2 separate regions of the Sus scrofa genome follow, and region 2 is linked to region 1. A link is a contact called in public HiChIP or PLAC-seq data. All regions are on one chromosome and are shown on one strand. Each heading gives the region's core, a stretch centred on a gene start, on an enhancer-like site or on the middle of the called end of the contact. The rest is flanking DNA. Distances are from core to core; before and after follow the strand shown.

Region 1 (4,621 bases), core at 1,710-4,209:
ACTTATTTTTGCCTTAGGCATTTTCTGTTCCTTCTATGCAGAATGTTTCTCCTTTAAGAACTTCTCTTGACTGACTCTTCAATCATTCAAGGACTCACTCAGCTCACATGTCACATTATAAAGAGAGGTTTTTCTTGGCTAAATTAGCTTTTTGTCCACTTATTTATCATGTGTCCTTATGTTCATAACACGCATCATACACAATCTGAAAAGTATCTTGGGCTTTTTTCTTATGTGTCTTGTTTATTTTCTCCTTTGGAAGGTAAGTTCTGTGAGTGCAAGTGTCTTAGCTATTTTTCTGTCTCATCTCCGCAGTGTCTAGATGTCCAAAGTATATTTGTTGAATATACTCAAGAAGGAAAACCTAATATAAGAATGATGATTGTTGAGGATCAAATACATTTAAATAGAAAACTAGGGGAAAACACCTGTAGGATTATAATTACACAACAGATTTTAAGTACAAAAAAATCTTAGTACTTTTGACAAAGTTAAAGTCATAATACAACTCATAAAACTAAGAATGTGAAGGGAATATAAAAGGCTAATCTCCTTATTGTTCAAAGTAAAGAGTCTTTTTATTTCATTGTCTAAATATTTCTTCTGCTCAATGCAAGAACAGAATTAAAATTTACTTAAAAAACAAGCATATAAAATACAATTCTATCCCCCCCCCAACTGTCCATCCTCTTGTTGGTATATAGTAATAGAAAAAAATGTTAAAAAGAGAAAAGAGATGGTTATATTTGTTTTTTTTTTTTTTTTTTGTCTTTTTGTCTTTTTTGTCTTTTGTTGTTGTTGTTGCTGTTTCTTGGGCCGCTCCCACGGCATATGGAGATTCCCAGGCTAGGGGTTGAATCGGAGCTGTAGCCACAGGCCTACGCCAGAGCCACAGCAACGCGGGATCCGAGCCGCGTCTGCAACCTACACCACAGCTCACGGCAACGCCGGATCATCAACCCACCGAGCAAGGGCAGGGACCGAACCCACAACCTCATGGTTCCTAGTCGGATTTGTTAACCACTGCGCCACGACGGGAACTCCGAAATGGTTACATTTGTGAGAGCTCTGAGTTTTTTCTCTTTCATTTTTTTCCTCCTATTGCTTACATTTAAAGAAAATCATGCAGCAATGAAGTCACTGTGAAAAATAGTGAGTGGGAGATGAAAAAGTACAAACTACATATGTAGAGAACACTCTCTCCCAAGGAGCCAGCTGTGAAGGAGAGAATAGAAACAGGGATCAAACCAGGGAGCTTTTCTCTAAAACTTTGCTAGAGTGCTTCTTGGTTTAACAAGAGAGGTGCTAGAATATATCTGAATGCAGATGAAATAGATTTAGAAGCAAGGATGTGTGCATGTGGCCTATTTAGGGAAGAGAGATGATCTGTGGAGCAAGTCTCTTCCAGAGAAAAGGAGTGTGAATAAGTTTCACAGGCCATTCTGAACTAGCCTTTATTAGGAGGTGGGCTGTTTATCTGATATAAAAGGGAAGAAGAGTTCCCTTGGGGCTCAGTGGGTTAAGGATCTAGCTTTGTCACTGCGGCAGATTGGATTGCTGCTGTGACAGGGGTTCCATCCCTGGCCTGGAAATGTCTTCATTCTGTGGGTGTGGCCAAAAAAAGGAGGATGAGAGGGAGAAGGTGAGCGCAGGTGGATGCAGGATGCTGTATATATTTAGAATCAGTGATGGGAAGTTGAGGGATTTGATAGCTAACTCCTTTTATTATCTCTGTGAAGTTGTAGACAAGTCATTGCCTGAGAATGGGTGTGGGAAGTTTAAGGAAATTAGGAAAGCATAAAATGGAAAAGCTAGTAGTAGAGAAAAATTTTAAGGTTAATAGGCACTGTTTGAGGGCTCAGTTGATGTTGCTAATTATGAATGTAAAGTGATAAGCAATCTATTCAGTTGAGTGATCTTTCTCCAGGTTTGCTGTGCTGTCTGGGTGCAGGAGTGGAGAAAGTGGGTGACTGAATTCACTCAAGGTGTGTACTTTGCAAAAAGGGTCCTAGAGAAGCTTAGGAATTTATGGAAGAAGGATTATAGTGGAATCTGAGATGAATGAAGAGAGAAGTGAGGAGCTCTGATGGGTAAGGAGAAATTGCTTTGGCCTGTGGATTGAGAGATGATGATGTTAAAGGAGTATTGTCCCTGAGACATTTGAGATGTGTATGTCTTCCTTTCATGCACCATAAAAGTAGACTAGATGGACCATTTGTATTAAGGTTCTAGTCCTAGTCTGTCTGATGTATAGCTGTGTGGTTTGGCACAAGCTACACTTGATATTCAGTTTCTTTATCTGTAAATAAAAGGGTTGAACTTGAGGAGTTCCCATCGTGGCTCAGCGGTTAACGAACCCGACTAGGAACCATGAGATTGCAGATTCGATCCCTGGGTTCGATCTGGCATTGCCGTGAGCTGTGGTGTGGGTTGCAGACGCAGCTCGGAACCATGTTGCTGTGGCTGTGGCATAGGCCAGCGGCTACAGCTCCAATTCGATCCCTAGCCTGGGAACCTCCATATGCCGTGGGAGCGGCCCTAGAAAAGACAAAAAAACAAACAAACAAAACAAAAAAAAAAGTGTTGAACTTGAGCAACGTGTCTCAAACTTTAGCATGCAGGTGATTACTTGAGTGTCTTGTTAAAAGGACTCTGGTTTAGTAGGTCTTAGGTGGGGTCTGATGTTTTGCATTTGTAATAAACAACCCTGTGATTCTGGTGTTGCTGGTTCACAGATCACATTTCAAGTAGCAAGGAATAGATGAATTCTATAGGCTTCAAAATTCTAATTATAAAATCTCAGACCTTGAAATAAATTTCCTCCTCCTTCTTGCCTTTTTCTGAGCTTTGCTGATTCATCTTGAAACCAAGTTTTGGACACTTCTGTAGTTTTCCCTAAACTGAGCAGGAAGTAAATAGAAAAAGATGCAAACCCTGCAGAATAACCCACACCCAGTAACGGAAACAGAGAGGGTTGATGACGTCTTATAGCTTGTGCCTGCCTGGGTGGGGGTAAGTGATACTGCCTTTTCCCAGGCATAGCGTGTCAAACAGGAACGTACTATCATGCAGGAAATGGCTCCAATACAAACAGGGACACCAGAGATCAGTGTTGGATGAGAGACTGATCACAGCAAATAGCTCGTTAGAGACAAGGCACTCAGATCAGTTTCCTTCCTTTGTTGTGTCAAAAGTTTTCAATGTGTCAAGGTTCTTTTCTTTAAAAAACATATGTTCCCAATCTAATATGTATACAGAGCCAATCACCACAAGTTCTCCTTCACCCAGCCAACTTTAGGTTTCATTTTGTCGTAAAGCTAAAGACAAGGAAGCTCATCTGGGACCAACATAGAGAAACTCGCATAAGCTGTTCCCATATTGTATATTTCCCATATGTGACTTTGCATTTCAAAAAGTTCCAATTATAGGGATATGTTTTTCTTGACTGAACAAGTTTTTCACAGGCAATTAATTCATGTTTCAATTATTAGAAAAACAATAGAAGCTTTAGCAGATTGAATCTGGTATTTTAGCTCCAAAGAGAAAATTTGTTATAAGGAAAATAGGTGAAAGAAAGGAAGATAAAATTTTTGTAACAGTCATAACTGTTTAAGGACAGTTTCCATTTAATGAGATGAGTGTTAGTGATGGTAGGAAATGCTGACAGTGAGTAACTGAGGGAAGAGTAGAGTCAACGTTTCCTTTCAGGATCTGTTTCAATGGAGGAGGAAATCATTCCGAGAAGTACTTTTTTGGCTTATGTTGCAAATGAAACTGCCCATAGGCCAAGTTTAGAAAGGATTGGGAAAGACACACTTAGGATCTAAAATCAGCTTCTAGCCTTCCATGCTGTGGGGCAGCTTGCCACTCTTGAAACTGAAGAAGAGCTGATGTTATCTAGGGCTTCTTCTTGATTTCTGGAGGTGGATTGGCCCTATATTTGAAGATGGCAAAAAATAAAAGAGCAAGAGCTATCTTATCTATGATAAGATAGGTTTGTCTGTTAGGTTTTCTTTAAATATCCTGACTCCATTCAAGAAATGTCTTGGGGGAGTTTCCTTCATGGCTCAGCGGCTAATGAACCTGATAGGATCCATGAAAATGTGAGTTTGATCCCTGGCCTTGATCAGTGGGTTAAGGATCCAGCATTGCCGTGAGCTGTGGTGTAAGTCACAGATGCGGCTCAGATCTGGTGTTGCTGCGGCTGTGGTGTTCGCTGGCAGCTACAGCTCCGATTTGACCCCTAACCTGGGAACTTCCATGTGCTGCAGGTGTGGCTCTAAAAAGCAAAAAAAAAATTAAAAAAAAAAAAAGTCTTGGAATATGTTTTCCATTGTGCTGAAATCTTAGCCGTCTTTATCTTTGGAAATGGTCCTTGGGTCTCGTAAATGAAAGTAAAAGTGTTTATTGGTAGCAGTCATTTGCAGTGGAGCAAATAATCTACTGAACTATGAAAAGAGCAGTTTCCACAGGAAAAGAACATTGTATACAGTAAACACAAATATACTCCCTGCTGCCTTTCTTCCTCCACCTCTTAACTTGTCTTCATACATAGTTTGAATTCCATACATAGTTACAGAATTGATGACAGCATTGACTAAGCTGAAGTGTCATAAAGGGT
Region 2 (4,386 bases), core at 1,844-4,343, 120 kb before region 1:
GGCACCCTTAATTCAATTTGCTGAGTACTCATGAGGTGTGCAGCCAAGCACCTTAGAGCGTTGCCATATTTAATTCTCTTTGGGCTAGGTATTCTTATTATCTTATTTTTAATTAATTAATTATTTATTTATTTGCTGTGTCCATGGCATGTGGAAGTTCCCAGGCCAGGGATCAAACCCACACCACAGAAGTGAGCCAAGTTGCTGCAGTGGCAACGCCAGATCCTCAACCCACTGCACCACAAGAGAACTCCTGTTATTCCTATTTTTAAATGAAGAAACTGAGGCATAGAGGCATCTTGTTTAAAGTTATATAGCAAGTGAGCTATGCGCCTTGCTTCTAATCCAGGCAGTCTGACCAAAGGGCTTCAAGTCTTAATCAGTGTGCTGTCCTGCCTCAAGATTGTGAGCACTGGCGTTCCCGTTGTGGCTTAGTGGTTAATGAATCCGACTAGGAACCATGAGGTTGTGGGTTCGATCCCTGGCCTTGCTCTGTGGGTTAGGGATCAGTGTTGCCGTGAGCTGCGGTGTAGGTTGCAGACGTGGCTCAGATCCTGCATTACTGTGGCTCTGGCTGTAGGCTGGCATCTACAGCTCCGATTTACCCCTAGCCTGGGACCCTCCATATGCCACGGGAGCGGCCCAAGAAATGGCAAAAAGACAAAAAAAAAAAAAAAAAAGATCATGAGCACTGCTACCACCAGGAATCAATAAACATCATATGAGCATCCTGTTTATCCTGGGGCTTTCCCTCTTTCTATGGATAGGACAGCACAATGGTGAAGTTGTCACATCCCGTGTAAGCGGGTGATATGGAGTTCACCAGACAGATCTGCCTTCAAGGGAAGATATGCTGCCCAGCTCTGAATGCTGTTGACAGCTGACCCTCTCAGGGATTGCTTTAGCAGCTGAGTCATCTTCCCAAGATCGTGCCACTTCCCAGGATGTACCATGTCCAATGACTGATTCAGAAGGCTATATAAAGTCCCAGATGTGTAGGCCCAATACCTCTCATGGGTCATGCTAGCTGCAGAGCCTCTAGGGGAAGTCAGCCGAGGCTGTTGTTGGGTTTACACTGAAGTTCAATTTCTCCCTATGTTCCATCCTGCTTCCTGTACCTCCCTCCACAGGCGTTTCTTAATGACCATCTCTGCACTCTGTCTCAGAGCCTGCTTCCCTGGGAACCCAATCAGTGACAACCTCAGTTCCATTTGGTGACCTCTCACTTTGTTTTTTCTCCTTTGTCACTTCCTTTCACGTTAGTTTCCAAAAACCATCTGCCTCTTTTTTTTTTTTTAAAGGATCTTTGATTCTTCATGTTCTAGATAAATATCTAAGAACAAAAGTTTATACAATTCTCAAAGGCAGGTAACACAAAGATTCAATCTCCCTCCCCACCCCTTTTCTGTTAATAGACTTTGTTTAGAGCAGTATTAGTTTCGCAAACAAAAAGCAGAAGGTACAGAGAGTTCCCCTACATTCCCTGCCCTCCCCTTACATGTGAAGCCTTCCCTACTATCAATTTCCATTTTCTTTGGTTTTGGCAATAGATATGGGTTATGGAAGGAAGTCCTCTTTAAAACCAAAACTTTCATTAAAATAGTTTATGTGAAATTTTAATTGTTCTTTTTGATGTTTGAATTGTTGGCAGACTTAATTCCAACAGGCTCCTGTGTGAACTTGACAGGCTCCTTAAACTTCCTCAGTCCCAGTGTCCTCATCTCTAAAATTGGAATAGTAATTTTTGGAAGGGTTATATGAAATGTCTCAACTCTAAGCAAAGTGCCTGACACATAATAAAGATTCAGAAAATGGGCATTTTAACATAAAGTTGGCACCGCACAAACCACAGGATATATTTGTTTCCTGTGGCTGCTGTAACACATTACCCCAAACTTGGTGACTTAAGACAACATAAATTTACTCTCTCAGGCTCCTGGAAGCCAGAAGTCTGAAATCAAGGTGTAAGCAGGACTCTCTCCCTGTGGAAGCTCTAGGGCAAAAATCCTTCTTTGCCTCTTCCAGCTTCTGGTGGCTTCTGGCATTCCTTGATTTGGGACTACATCACTCCAATCCCTGCCTTCATGGTCACATTGCCTTTTCCTCCCTGCCTTCCTTATTAGGATACACGAGACTACAGCTAGGGCCACTCTGAGGACCCGGGGTAATCTCAACTCAAATCTTTAATCTGCAAAGATCCTTTTTCTGTATAAGGGGACATTTCTAGGTTCTAGTGCTTAGGCTATGGCATCTTTGGGGGGCTAATTTTTAGCCTACCACATAGGATGGCACAGTTCCTGCCCTATCTTTACAAGGCATGATCCTGGACATTTCGCCTTAAGACTACTAAGTAGTCCTTTGTTCTCCCCAGTTTATAATTCAAAACCATCGGGTTTATTTTAAGAAACTTCCTTCCTCTCCCAGAAGGGACAGTGACTCCCAGAGTTGGGTGGTTTCATTAAGGTCTCAGCACTAGACCGAATTGCTATTTTAGAGGCATTTTCCCCTCAAGGTTTTATTTAATTCCAAGATGCACTCTAGCATTATTTCTCAAACTTTCATATTCCCCGCACCTCTTAATCCAGTACGTGGTGGAGGTGTGTGAATCCAAAATTTTCGAAGTGCTCCAGGGGAATTTTATCAGCAGAGATTTAGAAACATATATTAGAATAAAATCCAGAACCCAAACCCTCGAAATAGGGAATTCCCCTTCCCGCCTGCTGGGTGTACCATGGTTACATGACTGAGTTTTTATTAAAAGGATGGAGAATCTGCACAGTATTCACTGAAAGAGTTCCCTAGCGGGAAAACTTTCAATTCCGAATTAAGTGGTAGATGACGACAGCCTGGATTTGGCAGTCCTGCTGCTGTCACTAGCCTGGAACCTCATGGGTCTGACTGATCAAGTCCCGGCCGCGCCCTCAGCGGGAATCAAGACTTGCCTGGGTGAGTGCAACTCCAGTTGTGACGGCGGCCCGGGCTGTTTAATTCCAAGATTGTAGCCCCGGCGGCTCAGGCATCCTTAGGTCCCTCGGTGTTGGGGCGGGCCAGGGAGTGGCTTTCAGCGCCACTCCTTCAAGTGGCAGCCACTCCAGAGTGGCGCGGTAGGGGGCGTGGGGAGACGTAGGCATATTTATTCTGGTGTGAGAGTGGGATGCCGGGACCGCTCTACGTTGCGGTCCCGAGTCCGAGAGCAAGCTAAGTGCAGAAGAGGCCAAGAAACTAGCGCCTGTGACTGGCCAGGTGGGGGCAGCCGTGATGCAGTGGCCGAACTCAGAAATTTTTCACGAGTTGTGGAAGTCCCTTTGGGGATGCTGGTGGGGAGCTTGGCTCAGCCAGGAGCGATGAAGGGGCATGTCCAGTTCAGCCTTCAGATGTGGGCTCAGCCGGGAGGTGATGGGGTTGTAATGCCTACCTCAGCCTTAGAATGATGGGCGGCGAAATGTCAGGGTCAGCTGTGAGTGTTGGGGTGCAGTGTCACGCTCAGCCGGGAGGTGATGGAGGTGTACAGTCAAGCTCAGCTGAGAAGCTGAGGTTCAGGGCTCAGCTGGGAGGTGATGGGTGCGAAGGATCCGCCTGAACTCCGGAGGTAATGGAAGCGCAGGCTCACGTTCCGTCAGGCCGGGTACGCGCTGCGGGATACCTCTAGCAGCTGCAGTCACTGCGAGGCTCGTTCGTTGGGGGGCTTGCTTTGGCAGCTGTGCGGTCTGGTGCTGTTCCTGGGCGCCACAGCGAGAGGCGCTGAGCCCTAGTGTCTGCTTCTGGCGCAGAGCTCTAGCAGCGGGAGGAGCCTTGCGCGGCCACCGCCTCCTCCGGCCGCAGTCTCCTCCTCTCCCTCCGCCTTCTTCGTCTCCCCCGCCCGCCCGGCCAATCCCCAGCCTTCGGCCCTGCCGAGCCGGGCCGCTTGTCTGGCTGGCGGAGGCTGAGCGCGACCCTAGCGAGCCGCGGCGCCCGCCGACCAGAGACAAGCGCGACTCCCGGGGACCCAGTTCTGACCCGTGCTGCCGCCCCTTCCCCATTGTCGCGGGGACGCTCTGGCCCTGCTGCTCGGGCCACGATTCTCCTCCTCTTCCTTCCCGAGGGGACGGAAAGGAGAAACAGCAGCTGCTCGGGGAAGAGCCCGAGCCGAGGCCCTTACCCCCGCGGCTCCGGGCTGAAGGAGGAGGAGGCGGAGGCAGAGGGAAGTGCGCGTCATTCCCGGGAGGAGAGGGTTTCACCTCCAGGCAGAGACTGCGGCTGCCAGTTGCGTAAAAGCAGCAGCGGCATCCGCGGCGGCGGCGGCGGGCGACGGTGCTGGAAGGGCTCTCTGGCCATGGAGAGAAGATCCGGACTTGGGGACGCCAGGAGCTCAGCTCCGTCGCTTTGGACTGCTGTGTAGGCACCTGA

What was found. HiChIP or PLAC-seq counts read pairs in DNA pulled down with a chosen protein or histone mark.
Region 2: a contact with region 1 is called in an H3K27ac HiChIP or PLAC-seq map of alveolar macrophages. The contact joins the promoter of TMEM2 here to the enhancer-like site in region 1. A contact is called at or near these places in 14 of 47 Hi-C or Micro-C datasets (alveolar macrophages, blood, fetal skeletal muscle and 7 more) and 2 of 2 datasets of contacts at active chromatin or transcription factors (alveolar macrophages and skeletal muscle).

Annotation. Positions count from the first base shown.
Region 1 is chr1:224,920,644-224,925,264 of Sscrofa11.1, reverse strand. No RefSeq gene overlaps it. Among named protein-coding and RNA genes, the nearest start is that of TMEM2, 120 kb to the left of the region's middle. Within about 2 kb of position 2,959, at least 25 of the 83 cell types and tissues checked have an H3K27ac peak or open chromatin away from gene starts, as enhancers often do. A contact at or near this core is called in alveolar macrophages, liver, mesenteric adipose tissue and 3 more, where this site is marked.
Region 2 is chr1:225,041,085-225,045,470 of Sscrofa11.1, reverse strand. TMEM2 (transmembrane protein 2) reads left to right here and starts at 3,093. Exons shown (of 24, transcript XM_021064792.1): 1 at 3,093-3,243.